4 separate regions of the Mus musculus genome follow, and regions 1, 2 and 3 are each linked to region 4. Evidence: chromatin contacts called from public HiChIP or PLAC-seq and promoter capture Hi-C data. All regions are on one chromosome and are shown on one strand. The core of a region is the stretch at or near the end of the contact, and the rest is flanking DNA. Distances in the headings are between cores, read along the strand shown. Region 1 holds the start of Ing2 (inhibitor of growth family, member 2). Region 2 holds the start of Wwc2 (WW, C2 and coiled-coil domain containing 2). Region 3 holds the start of Cdkn2aip (CDKN2A interacting protein). Region 4 holds the start of Cyp4v3 (cytochrome P450, family 4, subfamily v, polypeptide 3).

The links. HiChIP or PLAC-seq counts read pairs in DNA pulled down with a chosen protein or histone mark. Capture Hi-C pulls out chosen DNA fragments and counts their contacts.
Region 1: a contact with region 4 is called in a promoter capture Hi-C map of liver, with 4 times the contacts expected there. The contact joins the promoter of Ing2 here to the promoter of Cyp4v3 in region 4. A contact is called at or near these places in 2 of 39 promoter capture datasets (the 3T3-L1 cell line and liver), 1 of 115 datasets of contacts at active chromatin or transcription factors (bone marrow-derived dendritic cells) and 2 of 9 other capture datasets (adipose tissue and liver).
Region 2: a contact with region 4 is called in a promoter capture Hi-C map of adipose tissue, with 7 times the contacts expected there. The contact joins the promoter of Wwc2 here to the promoter of Cyp4v3 in region 4. A contact is called at or near these places in 1 of 39 promoter capture datasets (liver), 1 of 115 datasets of contacts at active chromatin or transcription factors (bone marrow-derived dendritic cells) and 1 of 9 other capture datasets (adipose tissue).
Region 3: a contact with region 4 is called in an H3K27ac HiChIP or PLAC-seq map of bone marrow-derived dendritic cells, with 21 times the contacts expected there. The contact joins the promoter of Cdkn2aip here to the promoter of Cyp4v3 in region 4. A contact is called at or near these places in 1 of 484 Hi-C or Micro-C datasets (LSK cells), 1 of 115 datasets of contacts at active chromatin or transcription factors (bone marrow-derived dendritic cells) and 1 of 9 other capture datasets (liver).

The regions. Positions count from the first base shown.
Region 1 is chr8:47,673,855-47,676,554 of GRCm38.p6, reverse strand. It overlaps Ing2 (inhibitor of growth family, member 2), which reads left to right and starts at 1,396. Exons shown (of 2, transcript NM_023503.3): 1 at 1,396-2,049. The coding sequence starts at 1,875. AA386476 (expressed sequence AA386476) reads right to left here and starts at 1,164. Exons shown (of 1, transcript NR_166692.1): 1 at 1-1,164.
Region 2 is chr8:47,989,183-47,991,882 of GRCm38.p6, reverse strand. Wwc2 (WW, C2 and coiled-coil domain containing 2) reads left to right here and starts at 1,339. Exons shown (of 23, transcript NM_133791.5): 1 at 1,339-1,817. The coding sequence starts at 1,687.
Region 3 is chr8:47,712,572-47,715,271 of GRCm38.p6, reverse strand. Cdkn2aip (CDKN2A interacting protein) reads left to right here and starts at 1,341. Exons shown (of 3, transcript NM_172407.3): 1 at 1,341-1,752; 2 at 2,254-2,384. The coding sequence starts at 1,502.
Region 4 is chr8:45,331,830-45,334,529 of GRCm38.p6, reverse strand. It overlaps Cyp4v3 (cytochrome P450, family 4, subfamily v, polypeptide 3), which reads left to right and starts at 1,367. Exons shown (of 11, transcript NM_133969.3): 1 at 1,367-1,765. The coding sequence starts at 1,552. The region is part of intron 3 of Gm30504 (a long non-coding RNA gene); the gene reads right to left.

The DNA of each region.
Region 1 (2,700 bases), core at 147-2,646, 2.3 Mb before region 4:
TCGGTTGGCTTAATACTCCACTGATCAAAATCTCAGCGTTAAAGTACATTAACACATTAGTTCCCAGGCCTTCCAATATAGCCCTTGTCCTCAGGACGCCGAATTCCGCGTTGTGTTTTGTCGAAATCCAAATTTTCATCTAGACCAGGACCTAGGTTTCCCTTGGCATCCCAACAGCTGCTTAATATACCCCACTGTATGAAAGTGTGCTGAACAGGCCGGGCAACAGGTATAGCGCTGCAAACCGGGCAAGAGCACCCAAACTTAGCACTCTGGCGTTTTCTCTCTTCTCATTCAAAGACGCCGCTCCCATTGGGCATCTCATCTGAATTAAGCGACTACTCTTTCTTATACCTATTTCGGTTGGGGGGGGGGGGGAGAACCAAAACCAAAACAGCTCACATATTTATATACATTCCGGAAGTCTATCCGTAATTACAGTGAGCTCCTCCTACCGGCATTTCACTGATGGTACTGGGGGAGTAAGGCGGATAATCCCTCACACGGAAAGCACCGCACTCGGTGGTTGATCCGATTTCTAATCCCATCTGCACTGATCCCCTGCTGGCTAGTGGTGAAGCCGAGTGAAAAGACAGTGAGGACTGTGTGTCCTCGCTGGCGGGTGATGCCTAGGCGATTCGACATCTGACAACAGTTTCCTTAAGATGGTTTGGGACTGGGGACCGGGGCGGCGTGCAGCCTTGCCACCTCCCTAAACCAAACTCTTAAGCGCGAGGAGGGGGAGCAGACCCTGAGAGCCACCCCGGCGCTGGGGGGTGGAGGGGCCGCACGCAAGGCGGGGAGTCCGCATTTAAAAGGGCAGAGGGCGCACCGCCTACCTCCGCGGTCCGCCCCGGTGCTCCGGGACCGTGGCCGCGGGGCGCTCGGCGGGAAGTCGCCGCGCATGCCCGGAGCCGCGCCCGCTGCACCCTGGGTCGCCTTAGTTCCCCCTCAGGCCTCACTCGGCCAGCGGCGCCCAGGGGCCGCTCGCTGCTGTCTTGGAGGCTCGCGAGGGAGGCGCTGGATCCGCCAGATGGAGGCAAGGTCGGTAACTCGGGGCCGAGCGAGCCGAGCCGGCGCTTCCTATCCCTGTAGGGGAACAGAAACGAAGAGAGCGGTCGCCCGGCCTCTCGGGGGCAACCGTCAGGACTTCGGTCGAAGGGGGCAGGCTCAGCCATGCGGTCCCTTTAAGAGGGGGCGGGGCGCGGCCTGCCGTTTGGCCGGCCTCCGCACCCTCCCCCCGCCCCCAGGCGAGAGCTGACAGACCAATCGCCCGGGTGGCGCAGGGAAGGCGGGAGAATGCGAACTCTTCGGTAGGACGATAGGGGCGGGGCCCCAGCCTTATTAGGAGTGAGTGCTGCGCAGGCGCAGATGCGGTCGCTGGCCAAGGGGCGGGGACTAGTCCTGTGAGACTCCGACAGGCACGGAGGCTGATAGAGAGGCGAGAGGGTAGCGAGGGGCTTGTCACGGGGATCCGGGCGACCGGGCAGCCCCGGTAGTGTCTGGGGAGTCCCCGGGGGGGACAGCCAGCGTCGCTGCCTGGGAGCCCCGGCGCCATCGGCCGCGGGGAACCCCGCTGCTCGCTCTCCTAGAGAGGGAGGGGGCCGGAGGGAGCCCCGGTCTCGCCCCGCCCCTGGGCTTGTTACCGCGGGGGCGGGGAGTAAGGGCTTCTTCTTGGGGGAGTGGAGATCGGGGGACTCGGCGGTGCCCTCTCGAGCGGCGGCCGTGTCCCCGCGGCGCCGGGCTGCCGAGCGGAGGAGCGGCGGTCGTGGCTGTTGCATGTGTGGCTGCTGGATGCGGAGGCGGCGGCGGCGGCGGCGGCGAGGAGCAGCAGCAGCGGCGGCGGCGGCGGTGGTGGTGGTGGCGGCGGCAGGATGTTAGGGCAGCAGCAGCAGCAGCAGCTGTACTCGTCGGCCGCGCTCCTGACCGGAGAGCGGAGCCGGCTGCTCTCCTGCTACGTGCAGGACTACCTGGAGTGTGTGGAGTCGCTGCCCCACGACATGCAGAGGAACGTGTCGGTGCTGCGGGAGCTGGACAACAAATACCAAGGTACTTTCCCTTCTTTCGGGTGACAGTGTGCGCCGAGTGCACCGAGCGATCTGGTGTGTGGGGCCGGGAAGCGGTTGTGTGTGTGTGTGTGTGTGTCTGGGTGGGGGGACGGCACAGCACACTCGCGGCCCTCCCTGTCCCGGCTGCGGCTGACGAGGACTTCCGAGGACCGCCCGTCCGTCAGCCCCCGTTGCAGCTCCGGCGGCTGGCTGCAGCTGCCGCGGACGGGAATCAGCCATTTTTAAGCGAGCATTTGTTCCGGTGCCTGCCGGTTGGGTGCCGCACACTGTCCTGCCCGGGGCTGGAGAGTGTGCAACGAGCAGGGTTGCGGGGCTGGACCGGGGTGCTGGGCCTGCTTAGCCCCTTGCCTGCTGGGGCTCCCTCCGTCTGCGAGCAGATGCATTGGAACGTATGGGGGGGAGGGGGCGAGAGGACGGCGGAGGTGGACTCGGGAGATGCCTCTCCCCCCACCCCCACCCCCCTCCAGCTCCCGGCGTGGCGCGGGACTGGGACGGTCTGTGCTTCCCTCTCGCCCCGGGGAAAGTTCCGGGCCGCCCGGTGTCTCACTCAGCCCTTCTTCGGCTACTGCCAAATGGTTAAAGGGGGAGGGGTTCCCCCGCAGGGCGAGACGGAGAAGGGGTGTGTGTGTTG
Region 2 (2,700 bases), core at 90-2,589, 2.7 Mb before region 4:
GGTTAAGGGAATTCAGACCAAGAGGTGAAGGATTGAGCTCTGGGGCCTTTCTTCCTAAAATCTGCCATTTCAAAAGCATCTGCTTAGAGGCCTGGGAGAATATTGACAAGGTTGGCAATGCACAGCAGGCTGTAAAGGTTGAGGACGAAAGGCTATTTCTCAGACTGAGGACAAGGGACACTGCAAGCTTAGTGTCTTGACTCTGCCAAGGCTTTGTCGTCTTAGGAGTCTGACATCCGGCTCCTACCCAGGGCCGATCAGCACTTAATAGCTAAATAAATAAATGTTTGTGAGAGATCTACACCTCATACCAGATGGACCCTTGATCAAGCAAAGTGTGGCCACTGACTCCCGCCTTGGCCCCCTTCCGAGTGATTATTAACCCCTTCTGCCACCCCACCCCCCACCCCCGGTCCGGGACTGGGGTGGAGAACTTCCCGGGACAGAGAGTTGGAAGGAAGGGACTGGATAGTGGACGCAGCCATGTCCCTTGGATTTAAACCCAGAAGGGGACGCCAGATGCACAGGGCCCTGACCCCGCCAGTGCAGCCCCCTGACCCGGCGGGGCAGCACCGGTGATTCGGACCCCTAGGGCCCGCGCGGGGCTGACTGGCGGCGACAGTGGCGGGGTGGCCCTGTCGCTTCTAAGGATCAGGCCGGAGTTGCCCCGTGGGCCACTGGGGCGGACATGTCGCAGCTCTCATGGATAGGGACCCGCCTTTACTTTGCTCCCTTAGGCCCGCGAGGCCCTGGTGAGGTCACCGAGGGCCAGACTGAGCAGAAGGCTCGGGGGCGCCGCGGCCCCGGACACGCCCCGGACACACTCCCAGCGCTTTTTGCACACTTCCCCACCGCCGGGAACAGCCAAGGCACGGGGCGCGGCGTGGGGGGGGGGGGGTGGGGGGGGTGGGGGCGTTCTGTGCCCTTACTGTTTGTTGGGACTTCTTCCCAGGACAGCATTCCCCACCCTTTCCTCTCGAAAGTCTTGTGGTTTCCCTAGAAGACGGAAAGAGGTTGAGAAGGTTGCAGACTTTTTTTTCTTTGGCTTCTTTTTCCATCCAGAAAGCCCTCTAAATCCCCAAAGGGTCTGGCGGAGAGGGGACATCTCGGGCTGCAGAGGAGGGAGCGAGCTGTGCATTCCTCCGCCCTACCGCCTCCCACCTGGCCTCGTCGCTCCCCTCCCCCGCCCGGGCTCAGCCCCGCGTCCCGCCGCGGCCGCCCCGGCAGCTGCAGGGTTAAGCTCAGGAATGTGGCGGCGAGGAATGTGCATGCAGATGAGGCGGGCGCGGGGCGGGCCGGGGGCGGAGCGCATGCTAATCGCATGCAAATGAGCAGGCCAGTCGCCGCCGGGCCGTTGCTCCGCGGAGCTTCCCGGATCCGAGCCCAGACGGCGTCGGCCGGGGCAGCCTGGGCGCCGCGACCCTCGGCGGCCACAGGGGGACGGGGAGGAGGAGGAAGAGGCGGAGGCAGCGGCGGCAAGGAGGAGGAGGAGGGCTCGCTCGTCTGTTCCGACGCAGACATGGTGGACTGATCTCCGGCAGGGCTGAGAGCAGGGATCCCCGAGGCTTCCCCGCGCGTAGCTCGCCGTGCCCCTCGCCCCGCACGCCCCTCGCCGGCACCCGCGTTCCCGCCGCGCCCCGCGCCCGGTCCCTATGGAGGCGCCGCTCGCCGGCGAGGCCGCCGACCATGCCTAGGAGGGCCGGGAGCGGGCAGCTGCCGCTACCCCGGGGCTGGGAGGAGGCCAGGGACTACGACGGCAAGGTTTTCTACATCGACCACAACACCAGGAGGACCAGCTGGATCGACCCCCGGGACAGGTGGGTGGCCGGGCCCCGGCCGGGTGCGGGGACCCGCCTCGGGAAGTGCTGCGGTGGCTGTTGTCTGGGAGACCTGGAGGGCGCCGGGGGCGTGGGGCGTCGCCGGCCCTGCACCCCCCGAGGGGCTCCGGGGTAGGCGCGGGACGGTCGGCCTAGGCGCGGCTGTATCTGCCCGCCAGGCGCCCCTTCTTGGGCCCCATTGCCCACTGCCTTCCCCACACCCCTCGGGGACTTGTAGACACTCCCTGTCCCAAGGGAAGGGCCGGATTGGTGCCCTGGGTTGGCACCCTGAGTCCAGTTAGCCGGCTCAGGGTGTGTGTGTGTGGGTACTTGACCCCTCTCTAGACCTCCTGTGTGCTGTTTAAAGTTGGTCAGATGGAGGGAGAGGGCACCTTTCGACCTCTGAGGCACGCTGAGCTCGGGGCCTCCCGGAGGCCTAAGTGATGGTGAATTACTAGTCATCTGGGCCACCTGTGGCATCTCTCCTGCCTTACATACCTAGCTCCTGGGCACTGACTGCAAGCTTTTCCTAGGGCGCACCCCGAACCATGTCCTAGGGTCTGAACGTGGAGAGAGGGTCCCACTCCTGGCTCGACCTTCGTAGCTTTGCCCCTAAGATTAAAAAAACAAACCACTGTTTTGGAGTTTTGCTTCTAACCGTGGTTCCTCACCTGGAAACCTGGTCAGATTTTCCTTGTGAAGTGGCACGGAGACTGGAAGGGAACCTTGACCACAGCTGTGGGTAGCCCAGACTTGAAGCTTAGCCTAGTTTTTGCACAGCGATATAAGCATTTTGTTCTTACCTGGAGAGCTGAATGAAGCAAACAAGAGATCTAAGAAGTTCAGGAGCTGAACATTGGTGGACTGCTCACCAATGTTCTTT
Region 3 (2,700 bases), core at 92-2,591, 2.4 Mb before region 4:
GTGCTTTGTCTCTCCTTGCCAGTGTGGCCTCTTTGAAAGCCTTTTCCTGCTTTCCACTACTAACGTGTCCCTTCTAATTGCCTTATTGGAGCTGAACAGTGTTGGGGCACAGGCCCATGGCTATCAAGTTTAGTAACCAAATGACTGAATTTTTGCGTGATTATTCTGATTTAAGCATTTTCACAACAAAACGCAAAAATCTATTGAGGGAAAATTCAATTACATAATTTATCACTATCTCATATTATTACATTGATCCTTTGATTTATTGACACATACCTAGACTTGGAAATGTTAATAAACACGCCAGAAAAAAAAATCCATGGGTTGGAGAGATGGCTCAGTAGTACGAGATCTTAGAGAAGACCTCCAGCACCCACAGGGCGCTGGGTTCAATTCCCAGCACCCACAGGGCGCTCAAAATCCTGGGTCAACTCAACTCCAGGAGAGCCATTGCTCTCTTGCCTCCAAGGGCACCAGGCCCACACATGTAGCACAGACACACATGCAAGCAAAAAATCGAACTCATAAAACAAAACAAAACAAATGCAGAAGCAGTTGCTCTTGAGGACTGAGGCCAGGACGAGATAAGCAGATACATTTCCATTTTGGTCCAACCGGGATTAACAGTTAAAACCAGTTGGCACGGGGTCATTTATAGTTCGGGGACCAAAAGCGTTAAGGGAGAGGAAGCGGGTTGAACCAGGAACTTAAGAAACCGCGGAAACCCAGCCAGATCGTGGGGCGCAAGCGCAAAGGCCTGGTTTCAAAGAGCCGGTTAGATCCAACTGGAGGAGCCGCTTGTGCTCGTCGTTAAGTTACAACCGTGCTCGGTACTTTTATTGTCCCCATCCCACAAGGCATCCGCAGGTCCCCAAACGCCCGGAGACCTTCCGAGCCTCGGGCCCAAGGGTTCAGCGGCTTTCGCGGCAGGGCGCAGGCGCGGAAGCCAGCTTTTGTTTATTTTGGCCGCGTGCGACCGCGAGCGTCCGAGGGCGGAACGCGCAGGAGGGGCGGGGCGGCAACTCGGACGCCTCCAGGTCTCCGCGCTCCGCCCGCTTTGTCCCACCGCCCCCCTCTCCCGGCCCCCCGGAGCGCGGCGTCACAAAGCGCCGGCGGAACGCCCCAGCGGCCGCCCCTAGGCGCCGAGGGCGGGGAGGGCCGCTGGCCGCTGAAGTCGCCTCGGCCCCGCCTCCGCCGGCGCGACCGCCGAGCGAGTCGCTGGCGACTGGGCGCTGCAAAGCATCCTGGGAGGACGCGCTCGCGCCGGAAGGTCGCGTGTGCGCGCGGCGGCAGCGGCGGCGGCGAGGTTATAAAAGGGAGCGAGGCGGTGGCCGGCGGAAGTGGGCGGTTCGTCGGCGCCTTGTTCTGTTGTTTGGGGTTTGGGCTCCTGGAGGGGCGTTCTCGGGAGGGCCGCCGGTGCAGGCCGCGCTGACACAGGGCCGCTTCGCCCCCGGGGCTCCGTGCGCTTGCGCTCTCCCCGTCCCGCAGGGTCCCCAACATGGCGCAGGAGGTGTCCGAGTACCTGAGCCAAAACCCGCGGGTAGCCGCCTGGGTGGAGACGCTGCGCTGCGAGGGCGAGACGGACAAACACTGGCGCCACCGCCGGGAGTTTCTGCTTCGCAATGCCGGGGACCTGGTCCCCGCCACCGACGAGACTGCGGACGCGGAGAGCGGAGCCCGCACTCGGCAGCTCCAGCAGCTGGTCTCCTTCTCCATGGCCTGGGCGAACCATGTCTTCCTAGGGTGCCGGTGAGTGGAGGGAGCGTCGCTCTCCAGCCAGCCTTCCGGGCTTTGCTCCACGCCCCCTGCCGCTGGCCGGGGAGCGCTTTCGCGGGGACCGGCGACGCTGGGGAGGGCCGCTTGGGAAGCGCGGGAATCGGTGTGACACTGTGGGTCCTCGGAGGGAGAGCAGGAAGGGCGTCCGGGGCTGTCCCCGACCTCACAGTTGCCGGGCGTCCGGGTGGTATGCGCCCGGCAGATGGAGTTGTTGGTGCTTAGCTGACAGTATCTGCCCGGGAGACCCCGAGTTTAAAGGTTCCCTGGCACAGACCCGCCTCCCGAGCCCTTAGGGCATTCGTCTGGGCCATCTTCGATTGTCGCGCGGTTCGTACACTTTGATCACGACCAGGAAATGCAGTCTGCGCACTCCTGCATTCCTCACGCTGCCAGTACTTTCGGAAAAAAAAAAATAAAGCATAACAACAACAAAAACAAACCACTTCTTGAGAGCGACTTTTGCTTCTTTTTCAGGTACCCTCAAAAAGTTATGGATAAAATTCTTAGTATGGCTGAAGGCATCAAAGTGACAGATGCTCCAATCCATACCACACGAGACGAACTGGTTGCCAAGGTGAAGAAAAGAGGGATATCAAGTAGCAATGGTTAGCAGATCATAGATGTGAACATACATAGGAGTTTAGAAAATATGCTTTATAAAATTAGGAATCGCTGTCATTACTAATTTTTTTTAACAATCCAGAATGTGTATGCTGTATTAATCTAGTTAAAATGTTAAAGCTACACTGTGTGTGTATGTGTGTCTGTCTGAGTCTGTCTGTCTGTTTTGGTGCTGAATTTGATTAACTTTTAGATTTTCAAGTCCAATGTCTGATGCTGTTAATTTAATATTAAAAACTAATCATATTAATTGATACTGTTTTAACATACTAATGAAGTTGTTCCATATTTTAAAAGAAA
Region 4 (2,700 bases), core at 118-2,617:
TGAATACTTACGATAATGTAACAATGTATATTTTGCTTCGTCATTTGTTTTCTTTTGCTCTTTCACTTAATGTTTTATGAACTTCTTTTCCTGACAGTACACACCAGATGGCTCTTTTGTAAAAAGTAACTGCAGGGGTGGGCAACATGGCTCAGCTGGCCAAAGAGCTTGACACCAAACTTGACCACTTGCGTTTGAGCCTCCAAAACCACATGGTGGGTTGTTGTCCTCTGATCTCCATGCTTGCATACAGTTTAAAAAGAATGTAATACGTTTTTAAAAATTCAACTGAGGAAAGCCCTAGATGTGCTTTCTTCAGGTCCCAGAGGCCACACGGGTGTTTGTGGGCACACCATGCAGTCTCTGTATGAAAATAACATTCTCAAGAAAATGAGAATCCAGGGCATCTGTGGATTTCAACTTTCTTGGCACTCTCCCCAGTGTGCAGTAGGCAAGGGCACTTCTCATCCTGCCCTTTGGTAAGGACAATGGGGTGTAGAACAGGGACTCCTGTTCAGGCTGGAGACCTCCATGGGTAGCTAGTAAATAACTTTGCTAGCTTCTTCTTTCTGGCCTTTCCCTTTCTGCAGGCTTGGCATTTTAGCTTCACTTTGACTGTGCCCCATTACTGTTGCCAACCCTCCTCATAGCATGCCTTCTTCCACCCACTTCTGAGCCCCTCCATCCCCACCCTTGTTCTCTCTAGTTCTGGCTTTCCTTGATCAGAGAATGTTTAGGGAAGTGCTAGACTGTGTTCTCCTTTAGTTCTGGTGATTCAGTCTGTCAGCTGACACTCACTGGATACGTGGCTTCCCTAAACTTCTAGGTCATGGGAAGGCGGTTGCTGTGCCGGACCCTGAAGCAGGGGCCAGAGTGTGTCCGGTGCCCCTGGGCAACCGGCCCTGCCCTAGGGCAGCAACTGATGCAGGTTTGCGCAAGGGCTAGTTGAATTTAGAATTCCAAAAACTGCCTTTCGACACCGAGGACTCTTCATTTGAATTTTTTAAAACAGACTGCTTATGAGATCTGTAATCCTTCCACAAAGCAAGGGAGTTGCAAAATTCTTAACAGCCCACATTAGCCGGCCCTAGGGTGTCCGGAACTGGCGATGCGAATTTCTAGTTTCTTCTCCATCCCGAAGCTACCCTAAATTCGACTTCCTCCGCCATCCTCATCTTTCCACACCGTGAGCTTTCACGTGCATTCTGAACTTCAGAGCTCAGAAGTTGTTCCGGTCTTTCGCTTTCGCCTTGAACCCCAGTGGCTGGCGCGTAGTACGCAGACTCGTGCAGGGCATCACAACAAACCTGCGGGAGCTTTCCCCGCCCCCTCGGAAAGTTTGTCCCCAGGGCGTGGTGCAGACGCTACAGATTTTCCCAGCTCCAGAGCTGGAAGATCTGAGAGGACCTGGTGTGCCCCGGGGGTTCTTTTTCCTGAGCCCTGAGCCGGGAGCTTGGAGTTCCCGAATTTGTCCCTCCCTCCTCTGCACCCGGCAGCGACTGGTCGCCACCTTCTCACTGGCAATCCAGAGGGAAGAGGGGAATCAGAGAGATGTTGTGGCTGTGGTTAGGGCTCAGTGGGCAGAAACTATTGCTTTGGGGCGCAGCGAGCGCGGTCTCCCTGGCCGGCGCCACTATCCTGATCAGCATCTTTCCGATGCTGGTAAGCTACGCGCGGAAATGGCAGCAGATGCGGTCAATCCCGTCGGTGGCCCGCGCCTACCCCTTGGTGGGACACGCGCTTTATATGAAGCCCAACAACGCAGGTATGTGTATGTACAAGGAAGTGTCTACTCCGTCTACTACTCTAACTAAGGCTGTTAGGCGCCTCGTCAGTCAGAGACACCTATTTAATGGACTGCTCCCACTCCCTCCCAACTTTTTCTTGCCACAATTGAGGTCTTCACATCCCTCAGACCTGCTAGGAGAAAGAAGAAATCTTCCAACCTCCACACCCCCACCCCTCCAACTCACCCTTACCCTCCAGGGAGTAAGTTCCTAATTCTCCCCATACCCATTTCCACTCTAGTGCCTGCCAAATTGCTTTGTGCCTCCCATCCTATAACGAGCATAGCAAACATACATATGTGTATATAGCATGTGTGTATAGAACAGGTTACAGTCTTTCCAAGTAAAATTAATTGATTGATATGCAGTTAAAATCCTCTTGGCCTTTGTAGATCAATCCTTCTGAGGAAGTCTTTCAAGGCCACTTCAGCAGACTCTACTGCCAAGGGCCTTGAAGTAAATTTATATGGCTAGGTTCAAAAATCTTACTTATTGGAGAGGTTTTTGTCGTTATTGTTGTTGGTGGTGTTTTTTAAACCTGAAATAATTTTAAAGAAATGTTTTATGCAAAAAAATTTTGTTCTTTTGCTTTAGAAAAATACCTAAAGTCAGAAAGTTCTTAAAAATAGTGGTATCTGTGGTTCCCTGTTAGAGATAGTGTATTCAGTCTTAACACTTAATCTTCATGGCTGTGTAAGCCTGGACATCCAGAACTGAGAAGAGACTTCCAGATGGCACATTTTAAAAGAACCTACACCAGATCCTACCTTTTCTTCAGATTAACTATTAATAGTTGTTTTACGGGCTGACCATCAATTTTAAATCTTCTTTAATATAGGTTTTAATATAGTTGCATCTCATTTTATTTTTAAATTTTTTATTGGTTATTTTCTTTATTTACATTTCAAATGTT